Linked DNA regions of Mus musculus: region 1 is linked to region 2. The links are chromatin contacts, called in public Hi-C maps. All regions are on one chromosome and are shown on one strand. Each heading gives the region's core, a stretch centred on a gene start, on an enhancer-like site or on the middle of the called end of the contact. The rest is flanking DNA. Distances are from core to core; before and after follow the strand shown. Region 1 overlaps Lpin1 (lipin 1). Region 2 has its middle 74 kb from the start of Gm36235.

Region 1 (6,086 bases), core at 824-3,323, 440 kb after region 2:
ATCCTCTTTGTTCTTTCTGGCGATGTGGAAATCTCAGGGCCTTATACATGCTAGGCAAGAGCTGCGCTAATGACTATCCATCCCCAGCCCCCAGTCAGCTCCTTTAACCAGTTAGACATTCTACCTTACAGCAGGCACCAGCAGCCATGCCTGTCTGTGAGTTCTCATCTCTCTTGGAAAGAGGAGCTCTCCTTGGTGGGAGCACTCAGCCTTGGTCCATAGGACCTACTTGTACCAGTACCATTACAGACTATGTCAGGGCTCCCTTCCTGTTGCTGTGAACAAACACTCTGACAAAACAAAACAAAACAAAACAAAACAAAAACAAAAGCAAAAAACAAACAAACAAACAAAAACCCACAACCACCTTAGGGGAGGAAAGTATTTATTGGCTTGCACTTCAAGGTCACAGGTCGCAGTCCATCATTGAGGGAAGTCAGGAAGGAATGTCTAGCAAGAACTTGAAGCAGACACCAGGATCGATGCTTCCTGGCTAGCTCTCTGGCTCACTTGGACTCATACTCAGCTAGATTTCCTTTGGTTTGTTTGTTTGTTTGTTTGTTTGCTTGCTTGCTTGCTTGCTTGTTTGTTTGTTTATTTAATGAAAGAAAGGGCCTCATCCAGGCATGGTGGTACACACCTTTAATCCCAACACTCAGGAGGCAGAAACAGGCAGATCTCTGGGAGTTCAAGGCCAACTTGGTCTACAACCCAGGCCCAGGGATAGAGCTACCCACAAAGAACTGGGTCCTTCTGCATCGGTGAATAATCAGGACAATCCCCCACAGTCATGCTCACAAGCCAATCTGTTCTGGGCAATTTCTCAGCTGGAGCTCTCCTCTCAGATGACTCTGGGCTGTGTCAAGTCGACCATTCAGGTTAACTTTAGAGTAAGCAGGAAGCCCCTCTCTCATCTTCAAGGTATCAGAGAGAGGAGGAATTACCCATCTTGGGCGGTCAAAGGAGATATTTAAAAGTCCCATGTCAACCTCAGATAGAAGCTAGTTCAACAGGAAGGTCAGGATTTGAGGCACTCGTCTCATATGCACAAGGCCCTGGGTTCCTTCCCCAGCACCAGACAGAAAATAAATCATAACTTCACCAACAGCAAGACACTCACATAAACATGGAATAACTGCTCATCCTCACTCTTAAAAGGTCAGTGTTTAATGACGATGACTGTCCTCCCTGCACAGAAGTTGAAAGAATCAAGGTGAGAAGTGAAACATCAAAGGCATCTCTTCTAAATCCAAATGTACCGTTTCTCAAGCCCACATCAGCTTTCCAGAATGTAGTAAGTACTAATGCTAACTGGAACTCTGACTACGGCTTTAGCTGCACTTAGTTCTAAGTGCATTTGGGCTTTACTAATGCTGAAGAGACTAGGGTTGTGCACAAAAAGAATTAAAGCAGAAAAACACGTTGGCTGGCTAGAGTAGTTGGCTACCATGAGTGAGGCCCTTAGTTCAATTTCCAGCACTGCTGTATGCCTGTAATGGAGGTGGTGGCAAGCAGGAAGATCCAAAAGTCAAGGCTGTCCTCAGTCACATAGCATGTTACAGCTCAAAATAACAGTAACATTTTGGGCTGCATATACATATATATATGTGTGTGTGTGTGTGTGTGTGTGTGTGTGTGTGTGTGTGTGTGTGTGTACACATACACGCTTCAGAGGACCTAAGCTTGATTCCCAGCAGTCACATTGGATCACTCAAAATCACACGTGACTCCAGTTCCAGGGGCATCCAGTCCCCTCTCCTGGCATCCACAGGCACCAGGCACACTCATGGTACTTACATACAAGCAGTCAAAATACTCATACACATAAATCGCTTTACAACTAACAGGGGTGGTGATAACTTGGTTCAGCTCCACAACATTTTGAAGATGAGTCTTTAAACTTGAGAAAACTGCCCTGTAGAATTTGCCCGCTTAGCCTTTGCTGGCTTATCCGAAGAAATAAATGTATAGAGAGCCCGTGAATTGGCCACTGGGGAAGAGCCTGATGAAATACACGTTGTTATTCAACCAATCCTATTACCATCATTATTTCCATGCTGCCTGGTAGACAGAACCCAAACTTCAGTCCAGATCTGAGTCACTTTCAGTCAGCTAAGGGATGGATCACCCAATCAGCTAATGCTGGGGGGTTGGTTTGATTTGGGGGGTTTTTTTTGTTGTTTTTTTGTTTGTTTTTTGTTTTTAGATAATCCTGAAAAATGGATCAAGATGACAAAGAACATTCTGGAAAGAAAGCACAAAGTCCTGAAATGAAAATATAACCCATTTCTTCTCAGCTTGGCTCTGCAGACCATCTCAGAAAAGGATGTTTTTACAGAGCAGAAACGTGACTGGCTGCACCTCCATTTACACTTCTTTGTTACAAAATGCATGTGACTTGTTGGGGTTCCAGCCTCGGGAGAAATCGGAGGCACTGGTGGTTACTTTCCGAAGTGAAACTTCCAACCACAACCTCCGGTGCACAAAAGGCGGAGTGAGTCACAGGAAGAGGCCACTTGCTTGCAAAATGCATTAAAAGTAATGCAGGCTGAATGGACTTCCTGCACCAATGAACAGATAGCTGGCATCGGGACAGGCTCCTCGAGGCTCCCAAACATTTCGGGGAGGACGAGACCATTAGAAATCTGGGCACATCCACCTCTACCCTGTTCCCTGCGTTCTCACTCTGCCCAGGCTGCCAGACCTGCTGTCTCCCAGGCCTGTGGCTCCCATCTGAGATTCCCCAGGAAGGCAGATCTGACTGGATGCTTCCACAGGGTCAGAAGGACACCTTGTGACTTAAGCAAGCACCTGTGGCTCGGTCTCCAAGATCCTTTAATACAAAGAGGTGAGGTGGTCTTTGTAGCAGCTTCTCCCGGTTTGAGCAAGTGGGGTGGAGCTGATGTGAGTCCTAGGCTGATAGCATTACAGCATTCCTGAGCTGGCCAGATGACAGACGTGAGCCCGGGCCTGGGCTGCAATGGTCCACAACATGTGAGTGCATCCGAACCCCATAGGACTTATTAAACTATTCTCGGAGGCCCACACCCACTGCTAGGGTCGGTAGGTCTAGGATAAGGTCCTAAACAATTTTATTTTTAACAAACTCCCAGGACAAACTCCCAGAACCTCCAGGGCCACAAAGAACAGATTTTAAATCTCAACAGACTGGCCTCCAAAGCTCACTTAAAGATTTGGGCCTCGGATTGAGCTCATCCAAGGGACATCCGCACTGAAACAGTCCCCTGAAGAAACTCCCCTGCCTCCACACAAATCCAACCCACAACCTGGCTGGTCTCCAAGCCTGGGACCACAGGGAAAGGCCTTTGTCAAAGCAGAGGCTGTTTTGAAAGGCTATTCGGTCAAACAAGAACCAACTGTGCCCCCCTGTGGCCACCGGCTTTCACTGACTTCCAGGATCAGCTTCTCTGGTCAGACTCTGCTTCCCTTTGGGGACCAAGCCTGGCTGTACCACAAGTGATAGCAATTATCCTCTTTGGTGCTACAGGATAAAAAGAGAGGTTACAAATGTAAAGTCTATCCTGGGGTGTAGAGCATGGACTTGCCTAGCATGCATGAAGCCCTGGTTCAATTCCCAGTACCAAATAAAAGACACTCATTGTGGCACATGCGTGCAATCCCAGCACTGGGGGTGGGGGTGGGGTGGCAGTAATGATCTAATTCAAAGTCATCCTTGACTATAGTGTTTCAGGCTATCCTCATGAGTCTGTCGGAGACACTGATGCTGCGAAGATAGCTCAGTGGATAAAGCACTTGCCAAACAAGTGAGGGGCCCAGCATTGAAATCCCCAGAACCCACAAAAAATTCAGATGTGGTGGTCACCTATAATCCTTGCAACTCACAAATCAGAAATGGAATCATTTTACAAGCTGACTTGAAAAGGGAAAACCCCTGGTGTTCCCCTGTACTGGGGCATATAAAGTTTGCAAGACCCTGGGGCCTCTCTTCCCAGTGACGGCCGACTAGACCATCTTCTGCTACATATGCAGCTAGAGACACGAGCTCTGGGGTACTGGTTAGTTCATATTGTTGTTCCACCTATAGAGTTGCAGACCCCTTCAGCTCCTTGGGAGTGGGTAGGTAGGGGAGCAGGGCGGGGAGGGTATAGGGAACTTTCGGGATAGCATTTGAAATGTAAATAAAGAAAACATCTAATAAAAATAAATTTTTTTTAAAAAAGGGGAAAACCCCGGAGACCCGTCACCTCTCGTATTTCAAGGGAATGGGCACAGTGCTGTTCACACTCCAGAACCATGATAGAAAACACAGATAGACAAAGATGGTCGAATGGAGTCTCAGCTCTGATGTTGGGACCAAAGGCCTCCTGAAGAGAGTTAAGTCCCAGAACCTGTTTCAAAACTGGGCCTCTTTAACTTTCCTCTATGACAATTCCATTCCAGGACCGACCGCACAGGGGTCACGAAAGCTGTCTCAGAGCTGATGGTTAAGACCAGTCCCCCCCACACACACCCAAATAGTTTTTGGCTTCTGATGCAAAATGGGAATGTGTTACTCTTTGAAACCAGACCAAGCCCTTCAAATTCCCAGGTGAACAAAGCTCGTCTCTGGGAAAGTCTAGGCATCCAAAAACTCATTCTGTCTGCATGGGGGTATGAACTGCGGGGACACAGGAGAGCCTTGGGTACCACCATGGAGGTCTGGTGTCAAAGGATAAAGAGAACACAGATGAATGAGTGGCCTATAGACAAGTTTATCCTGGTTTTTATTTCAGATAAGAGAGCCTCAGACACTGCAGTCAGGTAGCATAGATCTGTGGAGCTGTCCGAGGGTTTCTTCTGTCTGTAACATGTTGAATCTACAGACACCCGGGGACCTGTTAGAATTTGGACTCTTCAGTTTTTACCCAGAAGTGCCATTAGCATTTAAGGATGATACTCTTCCATGCCCTCCATAATCACCAAGGCCAACACAGCAATCCGCAGGAAGCCTCCGGCCATTGCTAGTACAGTGTTAATAGGATATGACCAACCTCAGCTCAAACTAGTCAAGGGCTTTGATGGACTCCTTCAAAATGAAAAACTAAGGACAAATATCCAAAAGAGGGGGACAGGGTCTATGAGGTGAAGACACCTCAAACATGGCAAACAGGACCTGTGAAACACTATGTACTGAACCTTCTTCTCTGCCTCCTGGCTCCTCAACACTCCTTCCAGGCCAGAGAGGAGCCATGGTATCTCAAACAGGTCTCTCAACTTGATGATCCAATGTGGGTTGTGCAAGGACCACATGCAATCTCTTTAGTGGAAAGGACGCATTCATATCTCTCAGGAGTAAACGGGGTTGGTATGATACCTGTATGAACTCAAATAACAGCAAAGGTCTTTACTCCCATAGTGAAGAGTTCATAGCCATAAGGAGTCTTTTTATGTGTGTTCCCAGTCCATTTGTGTACAGACCGTCGAATGGATGTGCATGACTTATATGCCCATACATGTAGGAACCAGGGCCTCCAGTGTTGTTCCTCCTCAGGCTCAGTCCTGAGACAAGGGTCTCACACTGGGACCTGGGGCTTGTGGATTCTACTGGGCTGTCTGTCTAGCCAGCACCACGGATCCACCCATCCTCATCTCCCGGGCACTGGTATAACAATGCACACTGTCATTAGGCCTCATTCATGGATAATGGGGATAGAACTTGGATGTGCTTGCTTGCATGGCAAGTACTCTTACTGCCTGAGCCATTTCCCTAGCCCACACTAAGGGTTTTTTCCCCCTTCAAGTAAATAACTAAGTATTGTATATAAGAAACCAGAAAAAAATAAGAGCACCTTAAGAACTTATAAAAATAATTTAAAGTTCATATGCCTGATTTTCAGAAGTCTTTCATCCATCTTGTTTATTACAGAAATTTCTAGCTCTGCATCAAGCACAACACAGTGAAATATTATATTGATTTTTTTTTTAATCATCGCACCGGCATTTGCAAACACACAGCCAACGTTGTAAGTAAAATATTCTGAAGTAGTGATCCGAACCTGAAATCCAAAAGGAAAGTATCTGACGACAGAAGCCTGTCTCAGATGCGCCAGGTGGGTTCTCCTTCA
Region 2 (6,009 bases), core at 3,423-5,922:
CCAAATGTAAAAGATGGAGATCCCTACAGTGTATGGCATCCCTCCCTCCCCCTGCTCCATTCGGCAGAGGGCAGACATCTGGACAGGGAGAATGATCAGAACATCCACTCTCTCTGTAAAGGAAGAAAACTGCATAGAAGATAGGAAAATGAAAAGCACGGCCGGGCTAACACACACCCACAGTATAACATCCTAGAGCCCTGAGAGATCATATAAAATTAGAGATTCCAGTCTGACACAGCGAGATCATGTGGTTCTGTTACTCAGTACTTGTATGACCTTGGTGATTCACTGACCCTTTTGGGTGTCTGAAAAATAGAGACTGTAGTGACTTCCACAGGGGTTTGTCAAGTTAAAGAATGTTGGGTGAGCTAATGCCTATCACACTTGGTACTCGCCCCCTGGTTAAACATAATCAATGTGCTATATTAGTTACCTGTGTTGTTGCTGTGACCAAATGTCTAACAAAAGCAACCAACAAAAAGAAGGGTTTGTTTTGACTCCTGGTTTAAGGGTACAGTCCATCATGGTAGGAAGGCACAGCAGTGAGGGGAGGAGGCAGCTCAGGTAACATTGCATCTGCAGCCAGAAAGCAGAGAGAGATGAAATGGTCCTCGGCTCACTCTCTTCTTTATTCCATTGTACTTAGTCTAGGACCTAAGCCTGTGGGCTTCTGTCATTCAAATTCAGGGTAAGACTTTCCTCTTCCGCTAAACGTCTGTGGAAATCCTTCATCACAGAGATGCCCAGGGGTGCATCTTTTAGGTCTAAGTCTAGAGAAGTTGACTGTGAAGATTAAGCATCCCATTTTCTTTGTTTTTCCAAGGATCTTTTTCCCATCTGCATTTATATATTGGTCACCCCTATGTCATCTGCTATTCATCTTTGCCAGTAATGACTCCAATCACTATCCCCCCAAGTTAAGGAAAGGAGAAGCTGAGATAAGTGATCCATGCCACCAACCAGTTCTCCCTGTCGCTGAGGCTGTGGTACTGAAAATTCCACTCCTTAAAGAAAGAGAATCACACTTTTACATAAATTCTTGGCAGTTAATACTCTTTCTCACTCAAAACTCCCTGCTGTACCTCTATATCAGTTAGCTATAGGTGGAAAGCTCACAGTCTGAATGATGCAAAATCAGTTCTCTGATTCTTGTGACCTCCATGCTGCAAATAGTCAGACAATCCCTGCAAACCTCTGAGCCTCACAGCATGGTGGAAAAGAAAAGCCATCCCCTTATGTCCCCATGAACAAAATCTATTCTGTTCTGCCTTCCTAGGTCTTTTGCACATCTGTTTCTGGTTGCCAGTAGGACGTTTTTAAGTGTGACACGGGCAGGTCTTGAAACTTGGGCAGCTGCTACTTGACCACACTTGCACTCTGAACCTCACCAGTCACAATGTCAGGGCCTCTGGTCAGAGATATGTTTTCCTACCCTAAATGGGACTCAGCTTCCCTCCCCGGCATTTCCATAGTGTGTCCATTTTCCAGTGAAAGATCACAGACTGCTCTAGATGCAAAGCAAACACAATATAGAAATACTGACTGAACTATAATAACAAGATGCTCAGATCAAGTGACTTTCCACACAAGGTCAAGATCCAAAATTGGCCTCATTGGATGAAAGGCATTGTCATTATTGACAGTTGTTGCTGGTGTGATCAATTTTTTTTTCTGATTTTTTAAATCTATGACAAATGTGAATTAAACGGATAAATACATTATTAGATGCCCTAATTAAGCACTATTAACACTCTTGGTTAAGGGGATCACCCAGGCATTTTGTACATTTCCTGGTGATTCTGGCATTTGGCATTCACACCACTGTCAGATTAGCTTGCCATTCTTGTCATTGCTCTGTGACCTGGAAACCAGGGATTAGGTGCTCACAACTTGATAGATACAAGCTTTATTGGCTCTTCACAGGCAAGAAAACTAAGGCTTAGGAGACGTAGGTAAAGGTTACAGGGTAGCCAAGCCCTTTGTCATACCAGTCTAGTACTTTCTTTTTTTAATCTTTAAAAAAACTTTATCTATCTATCTATCTATCTATCTATCTATCTATCTATCTATCTATCTACCTACCTACCTACCTATTTATTTAAAACTCCAGATTTTATTCCTCTCCTGGTCCACCCTCTGACAGTTCCACATCCCATACTTCCTCCCTGCCCCCTGTCTCCATGAGGATGACCCCACCCCCCACCCCACCAGATCTCTAAACTCCCTGCCTCTAGTCTCTTGAGGGTTAGGTGCATCTTCTCTGACTAAACCCAGACCTAGCATTCCTCTGCTGTATATGTGTGTTGGGGGCCTCATATCAGCTGGTGTATGCTGCCTGGTTGGTGGTCCAGTATCTGAGAGATCTCAGGAGTCCAGGTTAATTGAGACTGCTGGTCCTCCTACAGGGTCTCCCTCTTCCTCAGCTTCTTCTAGCGTTTCCCTAATTCAACCACAGGGGTCAGCAGCTTCTATCCATTGATTGGTTGCAAATATCTGCCTCTGACTCTTTCAGCTGCTTGTTGGGTCTTCCAGTGTGTGGTCATGCTAGGTTCCTTTTTGTGAGTGCTCAATAGCCTCTGTAATAATGTCAGGTCTTAGGACCCCAATTTGGGCCTGTTACTGGACCTTCTTTTCCTCGGGCTCCTCTCCATTTCCATCCCTGCAGTTCTTTCAGACAGAAACAAATATGGGTCACAGTTTTGACTGTGGAGTGGCAACCCATTTCTCACTTGATGTCCTGACTTTCTGCTGGAGGTGGGCTCTACAAGTTCCCTCTCCCCAATGTAGGGTATTTCATCTAAGGTCCCTCCTTTTGATTCCTGAGTGGCTCTCGCCTCCCAGGTCTCTGGTACATTCTGGAGCCCCCCCCCCCCAACCTCCTACCTCCTGATGTTGCCTGATTCCATTCTTTCTGCTAGTGCTCAGGTTCTTCAGTCCTTTTCTCCCCTGCCCAGCACCACATCATGTTCCCCTCTCCCTGTCCCACCCCTTGTTCTCTTTCTTTCCCAGACCCCTCCCTCTCCACTTCTGCTTGCTTTCTTCTCCCACCCAAGTGGAACTGAGGACTTGTCACTTGGGCCCTTCAGTTTGTTGAGCTTTTTGAGTTCTGTGGACTGTATCTTGTGTATTATGTACTTTGGCAGGGAGTGGCTAATATCCACTTATTAGTGAGTACATACCATACATGTCCTTTGGGGTCTAAGTTACCTCACTCAGAATGATATTTTCTATTTCTATCCACTTGCCTACAAAACTCAGGATGTTCTCATTCCTAATAGCTGAGTAGTATTCCATTGTGTAAATGAACCACATTTTCTGTATCCATCCTTCTGTCATGGGACATCTTGGTTGTTTCCAGCTTCTGTCTATCAAGGTCACTAAGAACATAGTGGAACACATGCCCCTGTGGCATGGTGGCGCACCTTTTGAGTATATTCCCAAGAGTGCTGTTGCTGGGTCTTCAGGTAGATCTATTTCCAATTTTCTGAGGAACCTCCAGATTGATTTCCAGAGTGGTTGTATCAGTTTGGAATCCCACCAGCAACAGAGGAGTGTTCCTCTTTCTCCATATCCTTGCCAACATGTGCAGTCACTGAGGTTTTGATCTTAACCATTCTGACTGGTGTAAGGTGGAATCTCAGAGTCATTTTGATTTGCATTTCTCTGATCACTAAGGACTTTGAACATTTCTTTAGGTCTTTCTCAGCCATTTGAGATTCCTGTTGTGAATTCTCAGTTTAGTTCTATATCCCTTTTTATTTTTAATTGGGTTGCTTGCTTTTGTGGTGGTTAGCTTCTTGAGTTCTTTATATTTTAGACATTAACGCTCTATGGGATGTGGTTAGTGAAGATTTTTTTCCCAATTTGTGGTTGCTTCCCCAGAAAAGGTGAGCTTCAGGATCACCCAGTGACTTGTCCATGGCCAAGAATTCAGTGATCGTGAGTATTTAAAGTGAAAAAAAGGATTCAGTAATGGAGTAGACATATTAACATAGAAGTGGGAGTCATTCATGGAACCTCTTCCCATAGACAAAGAACTACAGGCTGCCAAGGTAAGCTGAGGACATGAGAAATAGTCCTCCCCAGGGAAAAGCATACCAGTTGTTTAGCCATTATCAAAGGGTCAGCCCTGAAACATATACATACAAATAACACTAAATGGGCTGAGCAGTTTGTATTTATATATTTAGGAGCACAGATATGGAACAGTAACAACTACAGAAAAACAGGCCATAATTTCAAGAGGGAGCAGGGGAACTGTACATGGGGGAAGTCAGAGGAACAAATGGGAGGGGGTAGGGAGTTTTAGATATAGAACTGGACCCAGAATATGGAAACCTGTAAGCCTGTAGCCAAAAGCTTTTCCATACTTGACTTTCCCTAACAACAGCTCTGGCTGCTGAAGTCTCAGGGAGCACTGATCCCAGCAGGCAAAGAAAAATACCAAATTGTCTTTCTAACAATAGGTGTGGGCTGAAGGCTGGTTAAATCCATTCCCTTTGATGCCTTGGTAATGGGCTCTGGTTCAATTTCTCTGATAGGACAAAAGTCTTTGAAGCTGCTTTGTGCTGAATTTAATGAGCCTGATTGTCATCTTCCAGAAGAGAGCGCGGAGGGTCTGTGCACTCGCTGGATGGAATCACTCATCGATCTTGGTGTCGCACCAGGCAAGCAGTCGGAGAACCAGAGCAGGATGTGAAATCAATCTAACTATCTATTTATAGAGCAGGCAGTGCCTTTGTCATGGTGATCTGACCAGAGGAGGGATGGCAACATCTGCAGCATATGACTCCCACAAATTAAAACCCATGGCCTGGAAGCATGGAAAAGGAAACTCGTTTTTTTTTTTTCCAAAAATACCATATAACTGCAGACTTCCCTTCGCCCTGCTCGTCTCATCTCTATAATCTTCAATGTATTGCTTGCTTCTGTCCCTCCATTGTGCGTGTTCTACCCTCATTCTCCACCATTTTTTATTCACTAAGCATTTATTTGCTCTGTTATGAGTTAGACATTATATAAAATGGCATGAACAATTTAGAGACATTGACATGAGGATTCTATCTTGATCCATTGGATTAATCAGCACAAAACTCAACATTAAAATACTCATTGTCTCACTGTTTCCCGTTTCTTGACTTGTGACTTTGTAGCATTTGCTTGGTTCTAGCCCTAAGCCTCCTTGCCTTGTGGCAAAAGAAACAACAGTATTTTTAGAACATGTTAGGCACAAGCTTAAAAACAGAGAGGAATGCCTAGGTGAATATTGCAAAGCCAGCTTCGCAAGTCTCAAGATTTGTAAAATACTTTGAGTAATATCACTGCACATGTGTTATGGTTTGGTTGGGACAAACTCTCCCCAGAAGGCTCGCGTGGTGTGGAGCTTAGCCCTCAGCGTATGGCACTACATTTAGAGGTTCGAAGGACCTTATGAGATATGACAAGACTGCAGGAAGGATGTCTTGCTCCTGACTGGCCCCTTCCTGCCTTTCTCTACCTTCCCATCTGCCAGAAGAGCAAGTAACTCCTCTGCTAAACACTCACAAATGCTGGGACTATGGGTTCAACCTTCTGAACCTGTGAGACAAATTCTCCCGTCTTTGGGGGTCCAATGGATACTCTAGGCAAATGTACACAAGCAGCATGCCATGAGACTGAGCCAATAGTTAAATGAACATGACTATGCACATTGCTACAGGAAGGACCTAGGGTAATAAAGACCTTCACCTAAGACTTCTATAAAATTTGGCTAGCAATACAACACATGGTCATTCATTCTATATACACAAAGTGCTGTGTGAAGCCAGCCGGCCTCCTTTCTGCCCTCCCCACTTCCTTCATTCTTAACTCATAAATCCTCACATTGTCATCGGGACACGAGATAAATATGAGGAAGTCATTCTGTCAAAATTGTATAATATACAGGAGGAAATGAAACCCACAATAAATTGTGGCAATAAAGCAAACTAAGGAACCATTCTTCCTTAACTTACATTATTGAAAAAA

What was found. Hi-C and Micro-C count contacts between places; a contact is called where the count stands out from the background.
Region 1: a contact with region 2 is called in a Hi-C map of the N1E-115 cell line, with 4 times the contacts expected there. The contact joins two enhancer-like sites. A contact is called at or near these places in 1 of 15 datasets of contacts at CTCF or cohesin (pro-B cells), 3 of 484 Hi-C or Micro-C datasets (the N1E-115 cell line, bone marrow-derived macrophages and nephron progenitors) and 8 of 115 datasets of contacts at active chromatin or transcription factors (acute myeloid leukemia, astrocytes, bone marrow-derived macrophages and 4 more).

The regions. Positions count from the first base shown.
Region 1 is chr12:16,530,103-16,536,188 of GRCm38.p6, forward strand. Lpin1 (lipin 1) reads right to left here. Exons shown (of 21, transcript NM_015763.4): 21 at 5,567-6,086. Among named protein-coding and RNA genes, the nearest start is that of Lpin1, 57 kb to the right of the region's middle. Within about 2 kb of position 2,074, at least 209 of the 459 cell types and tissues checked have an H3K27ac peak or open chromatin away from gene starts, as enhancers often do. A contact at or near this core is called in the N1E-115 cell line, where this site is marked.
Region 2 is chr12:16,086,944-16,092,952 of GRCm38.p6, forward strand. No RefSeq gene overlaps it. Among named protein-coding and RNA genes, the nearest start is that of Gm36235, 74 kb to the left of the region's middle. Within about 2 kb of position 4,673, at least 32 of the 459 cell types and tissues checked have an H3K27ac peak or open chromatin away from gene starts, as enhancers often do. A contact at or near this core is called in the N1E-115 cell line, where this site is marked.